Regions from separate parts of the Danio rerio genome. Here region 1 is linked to region 2. A link is a contact called in public Hi-C data. All regions are on one chromosome and are shown on one strand. The core of a region is the stretch at or near the end of the contact, and the rest is flanking DNA. Distances in the headings are between cores, read along the strand shown.

The links. A called contact is a pair of places that touch in the nucleus more often than the background predicts.
Region 1: a Hi-C map of hematopoietic stem cells shows a contact between it and region 2, with 2.1 times the contacts expected there. The contact joins the promoter of dera here to the promoter of cnot4b in region 2. A contact is called at or near these places in 2 of 18 Hi-C or Micro-C datasets (hematopoietic stem cells and an unstated tissue) and 1 of 4 datasets of contacts at active chromatin or transcription factors (embryo).

The regions. Positions count from the first base shown.
Region 1 is chr4:13,339,550-13,344,080 of GRCz12tu, forward strand. dera (deoxyribose-phosphate aldolase (putative)) reads right to left here and starts at 1,743. Exons shown (of 9, transcript NM_001006097.2): 1 at 1,564-1,743; 2 at 960-1,057; 3 at 725-872. The coding sequence starts at 1,594.
Region 2 is chr4:12,857,740-12,862,226 of GRCz12tu, forward strand. It overlaps cnot4b (CCR4-NOT transcription complex, subunit 4b), which reads right to left and starts at 1,732. Exons shown (of 13, transcript NM_201169.1): 1 at 1,537-1,732.

The DNA of each region.
Region 1 (4,531 bases), core at 493-2,992, 480 kb after region 2:
GAATCCATTTGCCTGATCATCCTCTCATTCAGTAATCACCTGCTTTCTTTTGCTTGTGTGAAAAGTTATCAATCGTGCGGCTTCTCTGTTCTAAGATCACATTTGCGTGCACTGTGACAAACAATCTTAAAAATACATTTTAATTTTTAGGGACGAGGCAAATCTGGCAGTTTAAAAATAACTTCAACCAGCCAAAGTGGATAAAGGGGTTGTCTGTCTAAGCCACAACAGTTGAGATCTACCTACATTTGACAGGTGTTAATGTCAAGCCCTGAATAAAACATACAATGTTTAAAAGTTTGGGTAAATATATAGTAAAAACAGTAATACTGTAAATATATTTTGAATTTAAAATGTATATATACTATTTATTTTAAATAGATTAATATTATTAAATTATTTTACTTTATATTACAATGTATTATCAAAAAAAATACAGCATTTTGGCCATTTAATAATGACTTATTAACTTGTCATTAAGCTTTAGCAGTACCGGTGTAATTATCCAAGTCTCTGAATTTATTTGACACTTTTTTTTTTTTATCTAACAAGCTAACTGTAATTTGGGTTAATTTTTTTACCTACATTTAATAGAAAAAAAACACACATTTGACACTGAAACTGCAATATGACTGACAGAAAACAACAGAGACAGAATCACTCATTCAAGTGCACCAACAGGATTCAAGTGACAAATCCCTGCAAAAAAATCCTCCAGGCAGACCTTTGTCATGCATGTCCATGCTCTTCAGCAGATCATGTCTTATGGGCTGTGTGGCCTTCATACACAGTCGATGGACATTGGAAGGAGTATCGTCACCGGCGAGGGTCGTCAGATCGATGCATGTGACAGCCTTTAGCAGCCAGGCAGCCTACAATAGCAGAGGAGGTGAATGTATGTTATATTTAAGTCCGGCAAATCTAATAATTATGTCTGACAAATCTTGCAGCTTGTTTACCTGCCACTGCTTCTTGGCCATTTTGCGTCCCTGGATCTGCTGAGCTCTTTTATGAACAGCCTGAGTGTTGACCCTGACTTTTGACACCCATTCCAGATCTAAAATAAAGCAAGAATAAATGACATAAAATAACTTTAAAAGGGCAGATTTGTATTTGTCCTTTCTCCCTTCTTCTGTTAATGCGAGTCATGAGACACATGGGTCATGGGAGATTCATCAAAGGCATTTCATTTCCATTCATCTCAGAATCAGCAGCATACATGAAAACAAGAAAGAAAAATAAAACCACATTCAACATTCACAGGACATGTTATGAAAGTTATAAGTGAGTTAATAACTGCTGGAGTTAAAGATTAACCACACAAAACACAAAGAAGATACTTTGCACTTCATGTAAAATAGTTTAAGTGAAGCCAATATGTTTACAACTCTGTTTTAAGAAAATGTGTTTGTAAATAGTAATAGTATAGTGATACAATATAGTAATGGTATAGTTTTTATTTATATTATTGAATGAAACCTTATCACGTGGGAAAGTAGCGGTATTAAAGTAAGCTTCGTTTTGTTTTGACTGTAAACATAATAAGAACGAAGATGTACTAACCAAGGTGCATTCCTGGATTTCTCGCAGACATGATGAAATGTAAATCACTGAATGAAATAAATTGTAAAAATCCGGTTGTTTGACAAGCTGCAGCTCCTCACGTTGACAGCTTACGCTACTTGCCGTCTTCCTGGATTGCTTGCTAGTCACTGATACGTCAACGCTCTCAGCCAATCATTTCACAGCTAAGCAAGGCGTAGAATAATGACGTTTTTTGTATTTACTAAAAGGCTCGTTTGAGGTGCACTATGGCAAGCCGTTTTAACATTTACTACTTTGTTTTGACTATCCATAAATATATTTAGAGATATCTCTAATTATATTTTGACTAGTCAGAATGACAATTAGAGATATCTGCAATTACAATTGTACTAGTACGAAATCATATTGGAGATATCTGCAAATATATTATGACTAGTCATATTCCTCCATTGACTTCCATTGAAACATATTTGCAGATATCTCTAAATGAGTTTTGACTAGTCACAATTGTAATTAGAGATATCTCTAAATGAATTTCGACTAGTCACAATTGTAATTAGAGATATCTCTAACTGAGTTTCTACTAGTCGTAATACATTTAGAGATATCTACAAATATTTGAAGATATCTCTCATTAATTTACTATTAGTCGAATTACAATTGTATATCTTGAATTGGATTTTTGACTAGTCAAAATTCATTTAGAGATATCTTGAAATGGAATTGTGAGCTTTGTGACTAGGAAGAATATAATTGTAGATATCTTTAATTAACATTGTGACTAGTCAAAACTCTGTTGTAGATATCTGTATTGTATATTCAAATCACCTGCTTTGCTTAACCCCGCCTAAATTATTACGCATTTGGTATTCGAGCGCGCCAATAGGCCTTTTCACACTTCCTGGTTCCGGTGTTAGCGAAACAGCGTCCCAACAACATACGGTTTAAATGCGACGGACTAAATATCATATGAAGAAAAATATTAAATTAAAATACTACTGAAACAATAGCACATGCATTTAGTTAATTTGTCTTTTATTTAAGAAAGAATGGCAGGGTCATCTCATCGCTGTGATTGCTGCGTTCTCGGCTGCTCCAACTGAAGAAAACAACACCCTTACTTTAATGACCACGATCTCCCGAAAGACGAAGGACAGGGAAAATCATGGATGACATTATTAGAGGGGTTGAATGCCGTTTCAAGTTATATGCGGGAGTACGTTCGTATGCTGTATGCACTTCAAAGCGGAGATTATCATGTTTTATTAAAGACTGGTGGTCTTAGTTTTATTTTGATGAGTAACGTTAATTATAATAGAGACAAAACTCCAATTAAGATATCTGCCTTCTACAAACAAGTGCTCATCATGGTCATTCATCTATAAGCATGATTTCTCCCCACTTTGTTGTTATTTTGGAATAATAGACAATTCATACAAACGCAAATCTCGCAAAAATGCAAAATTATTTGTTTAGTCAGTTATATAATAAAGATGGTATACTTTTCTTACAACGGAGTCCTTTTTCGTTACAAAATCTCAATAACCCAGCAAGTTTTCTACTGTTATTGGTTCAATTCCTTTGGAGACATGTTATTCATTCATGTTATTTAGATGTATTAATAAGACAATCCTTCTGATGCAATGTCTTTTGATATTACTAAATCTTATGTCTGCAAATTTTGTTTTACTAAATACCAAAAGTAATGATAGAGCTATTCTCTTTTCCAAAAAGAAATGATTACTGTACCTCATATCCAATTTTATGTCTTTATTAAAGGGTGAATTAAATAAGTTTGGCTGTTACCACAGAAATATCATGTTAGAAATAGAATTAAAGAAATATCCTATAAACTTATCCACAGGTTTTATCCAGCAAAACATTGTTTGCGAAAAATTAAAAGTGGGATTGATGTAAATTGTATTTTTGTAAGGAAGAGGAGACAGTTTTACACTTATTTTGATATTGTACATAGTCAGCTTATGGGGTGAGGTGCAAAAATTTATTAATAACATTTTTTTGTGTGTTCAAAACCTCTTTCATCATTATGGAGAATTTACATTTGGGCTTGATTATCCTAATCTAGAGGAAAATAGTTTTATTTATTTAATTTGCTTATGTTGTTGACAAAATTGTACATTCATAAATGTAAAATTACTAATATGAAACCAGATTTTAAGGGATTGATGACTGAAATATGCTTGTATAATATCAGGATTAACTCTCTAAACAAGAAAACTCGACCCACTTTAAAATGTGTTTACTCTACAATGTATTTCATTATTGTTATATTACATTTTGTATTTTATTTATAATAACCCCCTGGCATGTACATTTTTGTATTGTAAAATGTTATTTGCTGTTCTTCAAATAAATAATAAAAATGAATATTATCCACGAGTAGGAGCTAACGTGTTTTCAGACTTGAGAAAACCTCACAAGCATTAAACAACCTGTAATGAATGGGGCTGCTGCATTGCCCGATAGCAACTCGCCTGTACAACTAACTCGCCATTCACTATATCTGACTCTGAACAAAAAGGAAGGAGGGGGTTAGCACAGTATGCAGACGGGACTACTGACATAAAACTCATCCTGCTGGATGTTAAATAGCCAGGTTAATCTTGCGCACGAATGGCTTGAAAGAGCAGATTGTATGCTGTTGGCTGTGCACCTTACTGTAACCTGACGTTGCAAACGCTGCGTGTAAGACACGTTTTCTGCACAAATTCTGCAAATCGGTATCATCTTTTAAATGCTGTTTTTTATTTAGGCAGTTTTACACATTCACTGAACAACATCTTCCTGTCCAAATTATGGCAAAGTTGACCGTGAGAAAGTCATCCGCTGTCCCGAGGCTGTCATGTCTCTGCGGCTCCTAGCGAATCCGGAAATATCGAAATATCGAGTAGTATTATAGTAAAATGGTCGTGCCCAACTGAGTCTGGTTCTCTCAAGGTTTTTTTTCTTCACTCCCATCAGGTGA
Region 2 (4,487 bases), core at 482-2,981:
TGGGCGTCGAGTCCTTTTGTGGGCTGCTCTTCGTGAGCAGATCGAAGAGGCACCGGCAAGCAATGAAAGATATGTCTGTGCCAAAAAGAAAATTCCCTGTAGACCAAATAAAAGCATTACAAAATACAAAAAAAAAGAGAATGTTCTAACATGATGGAGACAGCTCTGAAAACATCACAGTGATAAAATACAATATTAATAAAAAAGACTGACCTTCACGCTGAAATTAATAGAAGACTTGGACAGAAAGGCATGTTATCCATTCTGACAGATAATGAATTTATTTAGCCAGCTACAAAGACGTTCACTTTTATGCAACTGAACACCTACGCAGACATCTATCCAGAATAGGATTGTATGACAGCAATGACCCTTGACCGAAAACGGTCTCACAAACATTGTGTCTGGCCCAAACAATGCCTGGTGATGTTCTGGAACATCTCGGTCCAACTAAAACTGGCCCACAGCGCAACTCAAGCAAAAGCCTACTTCATGAAGCATCAATTTAACTGGCAAACCTTGCATTACAATCAATATACACTGTTAAATCACACCATGCAACAAAAAGGTTTAAGGAAAGGGATTTTAAATTATGACACAACGTGATAATCCAAACCTGCATGACTTTCTTTCAATATAATCTGTCATTGCAGCTAAAAAGGCATTTTGTGTTCCACAGAGGCAAGAAAAAAAGAGTCTGGATCAACACTACGCAGCTTTAATCTTCAAATTGTTTACAAAATGCTTACATCTTAAAGACAATAAGCAGATGGTGAGCTCAAAAGGCCCATTGCTGACTGAACTGCATTATTAGTGCATACTCAACACTGAAACTGCAGAGTTCAATTAAAGTTGCAACCAGCACACACACAAAATCATCTTCTAATAGACGCTGGATTCATAACATTCCTTATGGAAAGAATGACAGATGCATGTGGTCAAAGAAAACCTGTAGCATGCACCTCCTGTCAAACCCAATCACACAATAATAAAGGGTGTGGACACAAATAATAAAAATAACTGCAGTTAACGGAGCAAATGTCAGACGTCATATAATAAAAATGATAACGCAATAACGCTAACTGACTGCCAAAATACAAAGGAAATTCCCTTATTGTCAAAGTACATAATAAGCATGTCCAGAAATGCAATGTTTCCTTGTTGGTGGCTTCCAGCTAGGCTAACACATATGGAAGTTATTCAACCGGCTGAAACGTGAACTGACATTTGTGTACATGAAGTATATGCCTTCTCAAAACACGTGTAGCAAATAATAAGTCAGTGTTTGGCAAAGCGATGGTTAATTTTCGTGTATTTTATTAAAAGCCGGTCAAACGGTGCGGCTAGCAGCTACTCAGCTAACATGACGGCTAACGTTACTCCGATTAAACACACACGACATGGGCATTTCCACAAGAAATGGACGTGTTTGGCAAGTAAGAGGGATGAGATGTGTAATAAAGAGGTGATCTGAAAAAAAGAAAAGCAGTTGAATGTGGAGGCGGTGGACAAGAGAGGCCTTGGTGGGATACTCACCCCTGTCTATGTGAACAGTCAGATTCACAGCAAATACAATCTATGTGAGCGGCTCAGGTCTAGCACAGCAGGTCACAGTATAAATTCCTGGGATGGTTTGTCCCTGCTCCTGTGTGATTTGATGCGAAAACACCAAGTCTTGTGTGTTACAGCCTCTCTGTAGAGCGACAGTGCCTCCTAACCACCATCTTACATTGAAATAGAAAGGGGAGGGGCGCGTCAAGTAGTGACTTTTCAGCGCATGCGCAGTTGATTGTGGGATTGGGTTTACTGGGTAATGTAGTGTTTGGGGTATTTGTTGTTGTTGCAGTTTTAGAACACATAACAAACAAGAGAAATAACAACATTATATTGACTTTAAACTGAATACAATTTAAAGAAAAAAAAAAAACATTACAATTATCCCCAGGACACATTTTAAAGCTTTAAGATAATAGCAGTTCTTTTTGTTTTGGTATTTTTTGTTTCTTTTATCGTAAATAAGCAATGACCTCTTTTGATTTTAAAGTGAGTAAAACTAGTTTTTTTCACTGTCCATTTACATTTAAGAATGAAAAATTGTCCATATATAATGATCAAATAATCAAGATACCAAATTTTAAAGTCAAATGCATTCTCATAAAAAAAATCATCTTTTTCTTTGAATTCGAACACAATATTTGTACTCTGCTTAATCAAAAAAGAAAATATCACAGCAAAACTATTGTGTATAAATACAATTATAAAATAAATGAACAATACTCTCTTCTTTATCATTACAGAAAGCACATTTTAAATCAGCATCTTTACTAAATTTTGCAATTATCTGTTTTACAGGATGATTATTATTAACAATTTTAAATGATACCTCTCTAATTTAATTTATAATAGAAAAACGTCTGGAAATCTTAAGTCTCGTTCAAGTTGACATCTTGAAATTGTGATCTCCAAAAACCAATGGTTGTATGAACACGGACAATCCAGATAATCAACGGATAATGCAGTGTGCAACATGCTGCACTAAAACTGTTCTTACTTGAACTGTAGCTATTCAATGATATTTTAGGGGAATGTAATTTTTTTTTGCATGAACTAATGATTTATAGCTTTATTGGCAAACTACGTATCATATGAATATACATTTTTTTTAGCTTCCTCAGGATTTATTTGTTTGTCAAGTTTTACCTATGAAAATATTCAACTGTTCAAAAAGACAAGGCTACATTAGGCTTAAAAAATATGCAAAGTAATATCTGTAGAAATAAAATCACTTGATATATGTTATGGCCTATATTAAGTCGTGTCTACACAATTGTATATGTCTAAAAATACTTTCATAATTGTCAATAAGGCTGTTAATAATAATAAAAATAATGGTTTTTATTATTATTATTAATAATATTATAGGAGTAAAATGCATGAGACAGACACCATTTCACATTTATCAGTATTTTATTTAAATTTGTATATTTATATGTACATATTTCATTTACATATTTTATTTCACTGCACAATTAAATTATTACAAACTTATATTTCTCATTTTATAGTTCTCATGTTTGACCCACTTCCAAAGTTTACCAGTAGATGGAGATGTAGGCTAATTATTTCAGAATGAAGACTTTTCATGTCCACAATATTATTTGTATCTCACACTTAAAAAACATCAACAACTAACAAATCTATGACCTATGAAGGATTGTAAAGTATTTTTCTGAATCACATTTTTTTTAACAAATATAATAAACAGATCTTTATTCCTTAAGAGGCACCTGAGGACACGAGTCAGCAATTCCAGCAGCCACATCCTTTAAAATCTTGCTCTGGTCTACACTCTGCAGAATAGCCCTAAGCCACTGCAGGTACATCTTCCTCCTCCTTCCTCCTCTCCTTCTTGAGCAGAGAGTTTGTCAGTATGGGCTCTAACAAAGCGAAAACCAGAGAGTCATCGTTTACATTGATGGCCCTATACATGCTGAGTGAAGAACAGTTGCACCATTCGCTCTAAACAAAGCTTTTGGACAGGATGAAGAGGCTGTTGTAGCTGTCCTCCATGCAATGGATTATATTGTCTACAATCTACTTCCCAGAAACACGTACCTGGTAAAAGCAGTAGATCCAGCAAAACTGAGAATATTGAAGCGGCCATAGCTATAGAAATACATGTAGAAATATTTAGTAAAAATCAATAAAACTGTTATAAATCAAATGTTATTATTGATGACATTTTTTATTTTATATATTTAATATATGTTTGTCACATTCACATGTCTTAAAAATCTATTGTATATTACAAAACAAATACAGATTGGCAACTATAAACTGCTACACAATGCAGTGCTTTTTAGAACACTTATTAGAACAACTCTATATAATTTATAGTGTTTTACTTTTTAAAAAATCATTATTTATTATTTTTGTACGAATAACAATAAACATAAATGACAGTTCTAATCCTGCTTTGACAAGAATAAATGAACAAATTGTCATTTACCTTTGAAATATGAACATATGTTACATTCAATCTATCGGATTTGTGTGATTTCCTCCTGCTTTGCTGTGCAGCTGATAACGTCCTTATGAAGACATCACTGCATATTATTAAGCACGCTTTAAAAATTGCACAACACTTTTCCTGAGAACTTGAACTTCCCCAAATGCATGTCTATAAACTTCCATTACATTTGATATGGGTAAACGTGTGCAATACTATTATACCTCTAAAGTAACTGATATGAACTATATTTATTACATACACTGTTTTTTTTTATACCACATTGCCTCATGGCTGCACATTTCAAATGTATTTATACATATAATAACTTTTCTTAAAGTTATAGTTGCAAAACTTTCTGTCAGCTCTCTCTATTCTCTCTGATTGTACTCTATATTCATATATTGTATAAAGAAATACATAAAAAGCACTAAAACTGCTTGGCTAAATTTATTGAAATGTTAATGCACAAATTAAA